Regions from separate parts of the Xenopus tropicalis genome. Here region 1 is linked to region 2. The links are chromatin contacts, called in public Hi-C maps. All regions are on one chromosome and are shown on one strand. The core of a region is the stretch at or near the end of the contact, and the rest is flanking DNA. Distances in the headings are between cores, read along the strand shown. Region 1 holds the start of znf81 (zinc finger protein 615). Region 2 has its middle 30 kb from the start of frmd8.

Region 1 (6,324 bases), core at 544-3,043, 180 kb before region 2:
TAACATTAATATGTCTGCAAACACCATTGTGGAACCTGGAGCCAGAAGTGACGCGGCCCAACATTGCAACTCTCACCTTGCTGAGCATCTCTGCAATTTGCCACCCAATGAGCAGTTCACATTTACAAACTTGGGGTGATTCATTTGGGGAGGAGGGCAGTGCAGAGTGATCAATAGTTTAAATGTAAGTAGGGGGGCTTATTAGCTCTTTAAGTACAGCAGCAGGTTGTGCAATCTAATGAGAGAAGTTGCAGAACAGTCTGATAATCCACAAGGTGGCAGCCTTGTACCATAAGTAGTATATTTCTATACAACATCATTAGTTTATTGTACAAGAGTGCTGTCGACATGCTGTGGCCCTATAAGGGATTTTTCCCCCAACCTGGCTCAAGGGCTCCAAAAACCTATTTGTACAAGATCAGAAATTCAATATAATCCAACCTTTGAACATGTGGTATGAGAAATAACCATCACACTACACATAAAATTAAACAGTGCTATTATAGAAATATAATATTAGTGTTTCTAGTAGGTTCTTTAATAGTGTTGCTATGGAAATTTGCCCATCTCTGCAGATGTAAACATTCCTGAACCCACTAATCCTTAGGGGCACATTTACTAAACTTGTTTCCAAGAGGATTCATCTCATTGATCCAGCAAAGAGACCAGTGCCGCTGGCCTGTGTTATTATGTAGGGTAGTACATGCACTCTGGATCATAACAGAGTTGTTAGTGGATTTCAGGAAGCCTTTCTCTGTTCCAGCATTGTCATCTCATAGTAAGGGGCGATTCCCCCCCACTTTCCTTGCTTACCTTTCCAGCAAGGTAGGGGCGTCCTGGGGATGGTGTGTGGCTTAATAACCCGACTTAAAGTTACTAGGAGTGGCTTTTTGTCGCCCCTGGTTATTAGGGGGCACTGCCACCTGACGTAAGGTTCCCATCATTGGGGATTAAAGTTTTCAGACAGCAACCCACTATGGTTTTGTCATCTTGCTTAATTACAGGGGTGCTCCTGTCATGGGGCAAGTTCAGAAACTTGTTTAAGCAGCACTGCCCCCCCCCCCCCCACCCCCAGTAACTAGGCTAACAAAAAGCCACTCATGTTAACTTTATTTAAAATGCTTGATGCCAATGTTATTAATAGGGGAAAAAAAGGCAAAAACATAGAAAGGCCGGTATTTTTTTCCCTAGTTATATATCATCCCCAAAGGGGATTCCAACCTCTACTTCTGGTCACTATTCATGTTCCGCTACTTATGATGTATGTGCAATAAAATCCCTATGGGCCAGTCTTTATATAGGGCAGAGCTCTAGAATGCAAAAACACAGGTCTGAGTGGGACTTTCATTGTACATTACTGTGGTTATATTAAACAATTAAAGGGAATCTGTCTCAAAAATGAAAAAATGAGTATAAGTCTAACCTCCTGGAAATAAAAAGCTTTATAAATATAATATAATGTAATCAATTTACACTTTTACATTGCCTAGGGAGCACCCACCAATATATCTGACCTGTCAGCCACATACTTACTCCTGGCATCTAGGGAGACAGATTGCTGGGATACTGAAGATTATCTGGATTATTTTAGAAACGTTGCAGAATTTTTAATTGATCATATTTAGAAATTTCATCATTTCATGAGAAAAAGGCTCATATTTAGTGATAGTTCCCCTTTACAATTGCATTACCGACAATGCACACAAGATGGCGCTGCAGCAGCGCTGATGAAAGGAAGTGTACTTGGCTATGCAGCTTCATACAGAGCTGTGAGTGAGCGCAAATGTCGCTTATTTGCTGCAGCACAGACAATTGTTAAACAATATATGGACTTCTGCCCAGTGAGCTCTGCTTGGAATTGATCTAATATTCTGGGGATAGTTCACCCGTTACAGAATCATTTGCAAAAAAAAAGCGAGTGATGCCTGTAAATCGTGCTGAGAGAAGAACAACAAATCCCAGAATTCCCTTCAGGAAAAAAAATCCCACCCCTGAGCTCATTTCCTGTGCCACACGGGAGTCAGGCAGTAGGTAGGTATGTGCGTCTCTGCGCTGCTATTGTATCACTCGGGGTATGTACAGAGAAAGGAGCATTTAGCCCTGTGCCTGTAGGTGCCAGGGGGGTATATACACATGCACTTACACATACACTTATATATATATACACCAGACTGGCATTGGCCTCTCACTTCAGCCTTTCTGCCTAAACACCAATTTATGTCTGTTTGGCCAATTCCAAGTACAGGTGTAGGCTCTGTTGTCCAGAATGCTAGGGGGTTTCCAGATAAGGGATCTTCTGGTCATTTGGATCACCATACATTAAGCTTATTTACCATAAAGTACAAGGTACTGTTTTATTATTACAGAGAAAAAGGAATCATTTTTTTAAAAATTGGAATTATTTACCTAAAATGGAGTTTGTGAGAGATGGGCTTCTTGTAATTCAGAGCTTTCTGGATAAGGGATCCCATAAGTTACAAAGGTGGATGGTATATTAACTGCTCAAAGAGCAAAATAGAGGGATGCAATTAAAATAAAGTAAATAACGGATGGTAAGGTTTGCAGGAAACCCTCAGTCAAGGGTGATAAATGCAATTTAAAGTAATAATTAGAGAAGCAGTGTTAGGTAAGATTCAAAAAATCATTTATTAGGACAGAAAAAAGGGGGGCAGCCTAACGCGTTGTGCCTTGTAGGGCATTTACTCATAGGCAATATATATTGCTAATGGGGTGCTTTAATCAGTGACCCCACTGATACGTTTGTGCTGCTACTACATATTCATACATTCTGAGCAACATCGGCATATGATGGGCATGGGACATGACTGGGCCAGACTAAGGGGCTTATTTAACAATCCTACAGAAACAAGTACATGTGCTGGAGTCCTGAGCGGATCAAAACGTGCACCCCTTAGGGCCCATATAGAAAGCACTAGCACCTGAGGGAATGGCACCCCAGCACGAGGTACAGAGAGTGGTGCTGCCAGGCCTGGATTTCCACACTGGGCGCCCCTAGGCTGGCACTGCTCGCCCCCCCCCCCTTATTTGTGTGCCAATGTGCAGGCATGCAGAAGTTTTTTCTCGTCCGCTCCAGAGCACTGAGGATTGGCACGTGGGACTCCCTAGCTTGCAGTGTGCTCCTATCTCCCTTCAAGCACCACTGCATTCAGAGTAGGGTTGCCAACTTTTTCTAATGGTAATACCGGCCTTTATGCCTGGGGCAGGCTGCGATGTCATTTGGGGTGGGGCTATGATGTAATGGGCGGGAAATTTGATGGACTAGGCCTGGAATTGGGCCATTAAATGGGCAGGGAAATGGGGGGACTGGGTGGGGAAATGGGCAGGGTAGAGGTAGGCCTGGGATTATCAAGGCTGATCGGCAGTGGAGAAGGTGAGGAAAGTGTGGGATTTATAGGGTACCAGTGCCTGCCCTAGCTGGTGATTTACAGGCTAGAGTACAACTCTCTGCAAAGCAATCTGAGAGTGCAAAGAGCTGTGCCTCTGGTCAAAAGAAGCTGGGAGATAAGCAAAATGTACTTTGTGCCTGTTTATGTATTTTCTTTTGTACATAAGGCCTTGAGGTCACATACATGTTCTCTGCATATGTGAGTCCCCAAGGTACCAGGGTGCATGTGCTGCCCATTAGAGCCTGGTGCCTGTGGGTCTCCTGAGTACCCCACCTGTTGACCTGCTGAACTTCAGGTACTGGAATACTAGTAGCTAATATTTATAGGAGAAAGAAAGGCATTTTGGCATTTTATTGCTAACAGATCAGCCACCTTAGTGTAAGCTAGAATGCTATATTTATTCTGCAGAAAGCTTTACCATACCTGACATACCCTAGAAGCTCCTTTTGTTTGTTTAAGATAGCAGCTGCCATTTTAGCCTGTTGTCAGTAACTGCCGTGCTGCAGCTTTGGCTGCTGGTAGCTCAGATTACACAGCACAGGTGGAAGGGAGAGTGAGAGATGATGCGAGGGGAAGGAGAAAAAGGGGGGGGGGGAAGAGAAGAGCAAACTGATCAGACTTGTACCGTGCCCTGAGAGATTTTTCTAAAAGAAGGAAGTCTGACACTGAAGAACGTGTACACAAAAGGAGACAAGAAATCCTGAGTTTCTTTTGATAGAGGACTCAGTACATCTTTTCTATGAGTGCTTATGGCTGTATTTACATAGACCTTTATGATAAAGTTTACTTAGTTTTTATCTTTCCTTCTTCTTAAAGAGGAGCATTGCAGGTAGAGGGAATTGTACAAATGCCCTCTACCCTATCACTGCCCTATCTGTATCTCTCCTTCCCCTGTAACTAATGCTGGGATCACACGCACATTTATTAGTGCTGTTCAGTTGGGAATGTATCAAGTGACATATTTAGTGGCGTTAAGTGAGCTTATTTACCAGAAGTGCACAAATCTGCACCTGGGTAGTAACTTATAGCAACCAATCGGTGATTAGCATGTTTGTGTGAGGTAGACCAATGAAAGCCAAAATGTGATTGGTTTCTAGGTGCAAGTTTGCCCACTGGTACCATATGAGATTAGGCCGACCTTAAATTTATGGGTGATGTTTTGCAAACATCAGTTAGAGCTTTGGCACATTCACAAGGCTCCCTAGCAGCCACAGGGTCTGCTGTCATTGCTTTGCACATGGTTATATTATCTCATTATGGGATCTTTTATCCTTTTTTTTTTTTATTCCTTTTCAGTAGGTTGCACCCATGCAGCACCTGTTGGACCCAATAATACTCAACACAATGAATAAAGATAAGAAGCAAATGACTGAGAAGATATTGAATCATGCCCTGGGTATTATATTCTTACTCACCGGCGAGGTATGAGCGATTTCTATTCCTTGTGAAATATTGCACTAATTTCTTATAAAATCTTTATATTGTTTCCTGTATTTAGTTATAATATGAGAAATGTGCTTCACTGTACTCCCTGCTTCAAGATGAACCATCCTTATATTACTTTTAATTTCTATACAAGTTCTCAGCCCAAAATGTATCTTTAATGCCAGATCCAGCTCCCCTCTTTCTCTTGTTTTTAGGGCAGTGGCATAGCACAGGTAATTGCTCCCTTAGGTCTAGGCTATTCATTGTGGGACTGGGAAACAGGGTCGTACTGGGCCGTTGGGGCACCAAGAAAAAACCCTGTGGGCAAGGCCGACCCTGACCTGATGTAGGAGTGGAAGGCAAATAATTTGAAAAATTATAAACAATGAAGACCAACCGCAAATTGCTAGGAATAGGACACTCTACAACATACTAAAAGTTACTGTATAGGTGAACCACCTCTTTAAAGTCAGTGGGGTGAAGGCAGATTGGCAGCATCAAAGCATTTCAGTGAAAAGAATGCACCTGACCAGGACAGGGCCTACCAGGAGTCCCCCCCCCGTACTCCAATGGACCAGTCTAAGCCTGTTTCCATTGATAATGCAGGTGATGTCTTTTAACTAGGCAAACCTAATAGAAAGGGTAGTTGATGATAGTAATGTCAGTTTTATATCTCTGCCAGAATTGCCTGATAATTATCACTTGTACACCTGGGCGCCTGATAGTCTTGGGTTTCCATTTAATTTAACTGTGCATTAACCAACCCAGGGGCAAGTACATTTCTACTGTTTAGTTATATCTTATTAATGAGTTTTGGGCTATGATAGAATGTACAGATAAGTGATCTCTTACCTACAGCCTTTCACCTGTTACTGCTCTACAGGTGTGAGCTCCACACTCGTGTGGGTCTTTCCCCAATATTCCCATTTAGAGGTGGACAATATCAGATGCCGGCTGTCGGGACAAGGACCACATCGTCGCACTGATGCACTCCTTGCCCTGACCAGATTTTTAAACCTCAATCAACATCTGGACAATTTTTAAGTAGATATCTCATGGTCCCATACATGGGCCAATAAGTTTGCCAACTGATCGCCTGCAGCTTTTATTGGCCCCTTTATGGCCATTTTTGCTCAGGAGTATTGCATGAGCTAAACAAGGTTCTGGCCAAAGGTGGACCTTCAAGTGGGGCAGGAACCAAAAAAGATTGACAACCTCTGCCTTACGGCACTTAACTTATGAGTCTGTGTCTCATGTACAGGAATACATCATTGTGAAGAAGAATTATCCCCACAGTAGCATTCAGCTGCTAACTGGAGAGGTGAGCTCTTCTATTCTACTAACTCTTTTTCAATCTGTTGTGTGTTGTCATAAAACATCTCACAAAAAAAATACTGTAAAAAGTATCTGGGCACCTGCCCAACCAGTATTCCAGTCTTTCTGGGCCTTTCATTGAGCATGGCCCCTATATGGACTCGTCCTGTGACTCTTC
Region 2 (7,074 bases), core at 3,178-5,677:
ATGCACCACCTTGCTTCATGTGGTGCAGTTTCTTTCAGTATGCATCCATTCATCCATTCAAAGTTACTAATGTAAAACAGTGTAAACCCCCTGTCCCAGTCACCCCTTCAACACTAAAAGGACTGTGGGGGGTGGCTAACCAAGGACAACCATTTACAGCTCTTATCACATCCTTCTGTAGTTCTGTAAACTGCAAATAAGTGGTGTGCTGGTCAGGAAAACTCAACGCTTACCCAACCCTAACCTGCAAAATATTGCCACTGTAGGACCTGCACTCAGTATGTACCTACCTGTGCCTGCACCCGAATGAATTGAATATGCACAGGTGCAGGCACATGTAGCAGATATTCGGTGAAAATGTGTTTTTTGGTGGATAACAGCTACATGTGCCTACACCCGAGCGTATTCAATTCATTCAAATGCGACACAAGGTAGGCCAAACTTAGTAGTGGGTCGTATTCTCTGCAAATGTTTTTCGCTTTCCGAGTATACACCCCGTGTGGCGTTAGCCTAAGGCATACCTCCCAACTATCCCGATTTTTGAGGGACAGCCCCTCTTTTAACAGCATAACCCACAGTCTCGGATTCTAACTGAAAAATCCCTCATTTCCCTTTGATCTCCTGCACTGAATGCTAAAAAAGACAACAAAATTGATTAAAAAGTAGCTTTTTATTAGAGAGCCCAGAAAGTTAACAAGCCACACCTGCACTTATATACAATTGTAACTAATAAGCAGTAAACAGGTCTCTTGGGGAAACTGAGACTTGCAATTTCACCTGCTTTAGCAAAACTGTGTCAACACATAAAACAAGATCCCCAAAACCCCCAGAAATGTGCTCAAACTTTAAAAAACCTGCCAAATTTTGTAAAATGGGAATGGTATTTAGGGGACGTGGTCCAAAAATTTTCACCGCATCTAGCGCAGCACTTCTTTTTGTCCCTCTTTCCATTTTCCAAATGTTGGGAGGTATGGCCTAAGACAGTGTTTCCCAACCAGTGGCTCGTGAGAAACATATTGCTTCCCAACCAGTGGCTCGTGAGAAACATATTGCTTCTCAACCCCTTGGATGTTGCTCCCAGTGGCTTCAAAATAGGTGCTTATTTTTGAATTTCTGGTAAGGAAGCAAGTTTTGGTTGGTATAATGCTAAACAGAGCCTGCTGTAGGCTGCCAGTCCACATAGGGGCTATTAAGTAGCCAATTATAGTTCTTATTGGCTCCCCCAGGAAGCTTTTTCATGCTTGTGTTGCTCCCCAACACTTTTTCCATTTAAATGTTGCTCACAGATATTAAAGGTTGGAGATCTCTGGCCTAAGGGCAGAGAAGGAGTCTGACCTGCACTCAACCTAAACCTCCAATAGTCATCTCCATTTCAATCCCAACCCACCCGACCCGTGGGTTTCGGGTCAACCTGCACATCACTACTTCAGAGGTTCTCCTTCATACCTCACTCTTTGGTAGTATGACCTTAGTGTGTTTTGTGAGCCTTAGATTGTAAGCTCCATAAGGGCAGGGACTTATGGGAATGATAATGTTTCTGTAAAACCAGTGCACAAACATAAAAAAAAAAAAAAATCATGGTGCAAATACTGTGAGGGGTATTGGGTGTACATGCAGATAAGTAATCCTCACTGAATTCTACTTATTACATTCTATTCAAACCACTTTATTTGTGCACAAACACAGCTTTTAGCTGCTCACCCACCCCCACGTTAGCGTTTAGCAGGCCTCACACTGTAATCTGATCTTCCTGTTTTTGCTGCAGTAAAAGTTGGAGGCGGGGCTGCTGGGGGGAGAGAGGCAGCGGAGGAATTCAGCCAGGATGGAATTTTCCACAGACTTCTGAGTTAAAAACAACTTGCACAATACAAGAACAGAAACTGTCTGTACATGTCCTACTGTACCCACCTCTGCCATTATAATTTTCTTAGTCTTGCATAGTCCTTATCATGACTTTGATTTATACTTCAGAAGGGGGGGGGGGGTTTATCTAGTGACTCCAAAAAAAGATTTTTTTTTTTCATGAAATTGGTATTTACTAACCAAATTTTAAATAGAGCAAATTTGTTAAGCAAAACAATCTAAATTTAAAAGCTACTTTCAGTTGGATCACATTAAGCAGTGATCCCCAACCAGTGGCTCGGGGACAACATGTTTCTCACCAACCCCTTGGGTGTTGCACTCAGTGCCCCCAAAGCAGGTAGTTATTTTTGAATTCCTGACTTGGGGGCAAGTTTTGGTTGAATAAAAACAAGATTTACTACCAAATAAAGCCTCCTGTAAGCTGATTGTGTGCATAGAGGCTGCCTAATAGCCAATCACAGCCCTTATTTGGTTTGGGGATCCCTGACATAAAGGGTCATTTAATATGACTCTGGCCATAAGTGCAAGAGCACTAAGGGGGAACAAGAAAATGCCCCATATCCTCATGCAAAGAGCATTTCTGCCAGGGCCTTGTCAGGTTGAACCCTACAGAAATCTGCCCATCCACACTCTGTATTAGGACAGAAATGCTTTTACAACTGATAAGGAATATCTGCGGGGCATATCGTTATGCTTTGCCTCTAATTATAATTTGGATTAATGTCACAGTGATACATACAGTGTGCCTTTGCTAAAACGTCTTTGTATCCTTGGACTTTTCCAGTACTGCAGCTTCTGCAAAATGACGCAGTGCAGCAAAGCAAGCGAGCACTACCCTCTGCAGGATATTTCATTGACAAGGCTCCTATAGAGGAAACAGTTTATATTTGGATCTTTTGTGGTGAAAATATGAGAACATTTAGAACATTTTGTTTCTGCTTTATAAAGCAAGATGCAAGCCCTTGAGCACCAAAGACCCCAGGTTGATGCCACATTTTCTATGCTTGCCTTAAGGGCTCTGGCACATGGGGAGATTAGTCGCCCGCGACAAAACTCCCTGTTCGCGGGTGACTAATCTCCCCGAGTTGCCTTCCCCTGCCATCCCACCGGGGAACATGCAAGTCGCCAGCGGGATGGCACACGCGGTGGCGCAATTTCGCGCAAATCGCCGAAAAAGCCTCGCGAGTCTTTTTCGGCGATTTCGGGAATTCGCGCCACCGGCTGTGCCATCCCGCCGGCGACTTGCATGTTCCCCGGTGGGATGGCAGGGGAAGGCAACTCGGGAAGATTAGTCGCCCGCGAACAGGGAGTTTTGTCGCGGGCGACTAATCTCCCCATGTGCCAGAGCCCTAACTCCTTTAGCCATAGTCAGGCCCGGACTGCCAATCTGTAGATTCTGGCCAGAGCAGGGCGATTTATGTCCCTCTGCTGCTTTTAGGATGCTTTTTTGCCACCCCTGATAACTTGTGGGCTGGTGCTGCCTATGGCAAGGTTCTCACCTTTCCTCATGGCAGGAGCACCCCTGTGCCATAGTGGCTGCTGTAAGATGCCATAGACAGTCACTATTTAGTAGGCCTATGGGGGGCTGTTTGGGCTGTTGTTAAAGCCCAGTCCAGGCATGGTTCCAATGTTAGGTCACATTTGCCTGAAAAGTGTTCCTATAACAACGTGGACAAAATTCCCTCCTATGTTAGGTGAATAGAAGGGCCATCAGCTAAAGGTGCCCAAGGCCATCACCTCTAACCACCCCCAGCAGAGGTATGTGCTAGGGCCCTAAAGCACACTATTGCACTCTAAGCATTTGCCCCTGCTACCTAGTTCTGCCCCTGCCCCCGAATGTGGGGTGCTGTCAAGCAGGGTCAGACAAGGTGCCCCCCTAACCCCCCACCCAATGTCCTCCCTTGAGCGCGAAACTTGCTTTCAGTGTGTCAGGGGAGGGTTACCGGCGGCCAGGGGTACACCGAAAGAATTGGGTCTGGGCCGCTGGGGCCCACTGGGTTTTTTGCCGGTGCCCCAGTCCGACCCTGCTGTCAAGTGAAAGACTGCATTTTGGAGGCAATTCCCACTCACCTTTAATTGTGGGGGCATAATATTAAACATTTTGTCGTCATCCCACTGCTACAACATGCTTGCAATGACCCTTTCTGCCTTTGAAAGCTACAAGTGCCTTCTACTGCCACTAGTCTTTTTTTTAATCCATATGTTAAAAACTTGGGTTAGGGCAAACAGCTCCTAAGATTTATTTTTTGTTAAAGTAAGACAGCAATTCCTTCAGGTTTGGCCAGACTAATCTCCCCAGTACAGCTATTGTCTGCGTTTATCTTTGCCATATTGCTATATGTTACCCATTGTACAACGTTATTAGCCTATCTGGAGTCAGCTATAACTTATTTTTTATATAAAACCTTGAACAAGTATTTGAGCCAAACGTCGCTTTTAAGCTTTAAGTGTAAGATTCTAGAACATACTCGGCTCGACCGCACCTTTCTTTGTTTATTAAACATCCTTCACAATCCAGTTCTAACCGGTTTTAGCCGGATCTATGCGTCAGTAAAGTAAATTGAAGCAGAGCAGATATCGTTCCGCAACTTCTCAAGCACTGACGCCATCGCTAATAATAGAGAATGGGATCAGTCCGCTAGTTACGTGCTCAAGTTTTAGTATCATTCCGCCAATTTACAAAAGAAAATGAACTGGTAGTTTTAATCGCCACGCATATATAATCCCCTCTGTCATGCTTTATAAGTGCCGTTTGCTAATATAAATACAACGCGATCACGCTAATCAGTTTAATTCACTTTACTAGCTCTGGACTTAAAAAATTACTTTTGCGCATGCGTATTTTAGAGGGTGGTGAACGTTCTGCATTCTGTATGCGCTTTTTAACTACTCAGGTGACATGTGACTTTACGAAGGTGACATATTGTAAGTCATATTTATAAAGTGCATAACCGAACTAGAATGTGGAGTGTGGATTCAGATAGAACCCTAAATTAGGTTATTCGTAATGGGTGTTGCTGGGACTAGCTTCATACAGCGGAAGGATTTATGTCGTCACAAGGTGTGAAGCGTCAAAGTCTACAAAAAGAAGCGACCCGGGCTTACGTGACAAAGTGATCGAATGACGGACAAGAAGTGAGTAGTAGAAGGTACGAAGCGGTAGTGGCCGAGTGGTAAGTACTATGGCTAAGCCTGTGGCGGCCGTATGGTAAGTATTATGCAGTACTCTGGGGTGAGTGGGTATGGCTGCACTGTAACAAATGATATCGATTTTTTTTTATTATTTAGAACTAGTTATATGCAGTTTAGCTCTTATGCTATGCGACAAATGTTTATTTGGTCAAAACATCAGTGCGTCCTTAAGCCGTTTAGTAATATTTGACATGTGTAGTTCACCTAAAACTATTTATTTTATTATTTTAAATCTGTAAGTAGTTGTATTAATAGATTTTATGGCAGAAGGCACCTAAGGAGCTACAAGGTCTGCTTCCATTATAGTTAAGCCCTTTATACCCTAAATTGGACAACCTGAAAGGCACTTAATAGAAAACTAATGCCTCTGTAGACCATGTTACAGATAGGTTGGTATGGTTCATGTAGTAACAGCTCCAATTTATAACTACTATTGGCTAGCTGGCTCTTTTATTCACTTTTAAACAGAAGTAGAATGCTGCGTGGCGTTGGCTACTGCACATTTGCACCTATCAGTCATTGCGCCTAATATCGGGCAACAAATACAAAGCTATAGGCACGTGCTCTTGGCTTTTGGGGTGGTTGTGTGTTTTTCTGGGTCTTATAATTCTCAGGCCTCTTTAAAAAGCGCAAGAGGTTCCCTACAAATGAAAGATGCGTCTTTCTGAAGATTCTTTTCACTTCACGGGCTACCTGCACGTTAACTGAAGAAGTGTGAATACAGCAGTATGTCGGGTGTAAGCATATGGATTGTGACGGAAGGTTGATCAGTGAAGGTCAAAGGTGCTAGACGAGGAACGTTTGACTACTGCATTAATCAGGCATGATTAATCCCTCGGGGTGGGTTGTAGCATATGACGCTTATGCTCTTACTAGATGTGGGAGGAAAGGGGTGTGTCCAGTGGGGCATATCTAGTTTCTTTTTAAGTACAGCTGCTAGACGCCTTATGTTCTAGCTTTGTGTAACCACTAGGTGGTACATTACCACCTAATTACTGCACTATTATATTAGGCAGTAGTGACATAATTTATTTTGGGGTTCAGTGGGAGGGCATGGGAGCATTGAGACTTCTCCAATTTTATTTTCCAGGTCTTAATCAACCTTGTGATGTCTTGACATGAAGTTGATATGCTTCATCATCAAATGTGTAATTTATATAGGTTCTTGGGCTAAATGAGGTGTCTTTGAGGTGTATTCTAGTAACTTTGCAATAAACACTTTTCTCAGTGATGAAAAATTAGGAGGGGAAGTGTAACTTTAATATGCAAAAAATGTGAGATATTTTGTAACTGATCTTGCCATTGTGTATATATGTTTTTGGGTTTTGTTTACCCCAAGGGGGAGGGGGCTTTTATAAAATGGATATTTTTAGATTCTTTTCAGAGCACTCATACGTTACCAACAGATGGCTACAGTGGAACCTTTACTTGATGCATCCTCATAGCCTGAGATGTACGTCTGGCTGCAGTGTCCTTTTAAGATCTTTGGCCCAAGATATGCATACCTGTGCTGTTACTTCATCATAAAAGTCCCATTGCCAGTGCTATCTCCCTTAAAGGACAGAACATCTTTCTTGATTGTCACCAAGTTGCCTTAGTTCTTCATACCTAATAAAGTTGGACTTAGGTGGAGGCCCATGGCAATTCATTAGTTGAGGCAGCCTGGAAAAAAGTGAACTAAGTATAACAGGAGAATGGGAGAGGCCCTTGCTGAACTTGCATTATTTATTTCAACATAAAGGTGTTGCTCTGCAATCACAACATGGACTATGATAAAATAGTATTCTGAAACCTGTGCTGATGAATACTGTTGTCAAATGCAGTCTCCAATAATAGCATTTTGTTTGTAAGGTGCATCTTACATATATTTAATACTTTGTAGTGTGTGCTATACCATGCAGTAACCTTATATTTGTATTTGATGGGTGGGTCATCTAAGTGCCATGTCTTTATGTTCAGAGCTTTGTGTACTGCACATGCCTCCTGTTTTTAATTCTAGGCCCTTTGCCCTGTAGCTGG

Evidence for each region. Hi-C and Micro-C count contacts between places; a contact is called where the count stands out from the background.
Region 1: a contact with region 2 is called in a Hi-C map of tailbud embryo, with 2.2 times the contacts expected there. The contact joins the promoter of znf81 here to the enhancer-like site in region 2. A contact is called at or near these places in 2 of 5 Hi-C or Micro-C datasets (neurula embryo and tailbud embryo).

Annotation. Positions count from the first base shown.
Region 1 is chr4:34,018,521-34,024,844 of UCB_Xtro_10.0, reverse strand. It overlaps znf81 (zinc finger protein 615), which reads left to right and starts at 1,793. Exons shown (of 7, transcript XM_031900631.1): 1 at 1,793-2,031; 2 at 4,707-4,829; 3 at 6,094-6,153. The coding sequence starts at 4,716.
Region 2 is chr4:33,839,329-33,846,402 of UCB_Xtro_10.0, reverse strand. No RefSeq gene overlaps it. Among named protein-coding and RNA genes, the nearest start is that of frmd8, 30 kb to the left of the region's middle. Within about 2 kb of position 4,427, at least 11 of the 11 cell types and tissues checked have an H3K27ac peak or open chromatin away from gene starts, as enhancers often do. A contact at or near this core is called in neurula embryo, where this site is marked.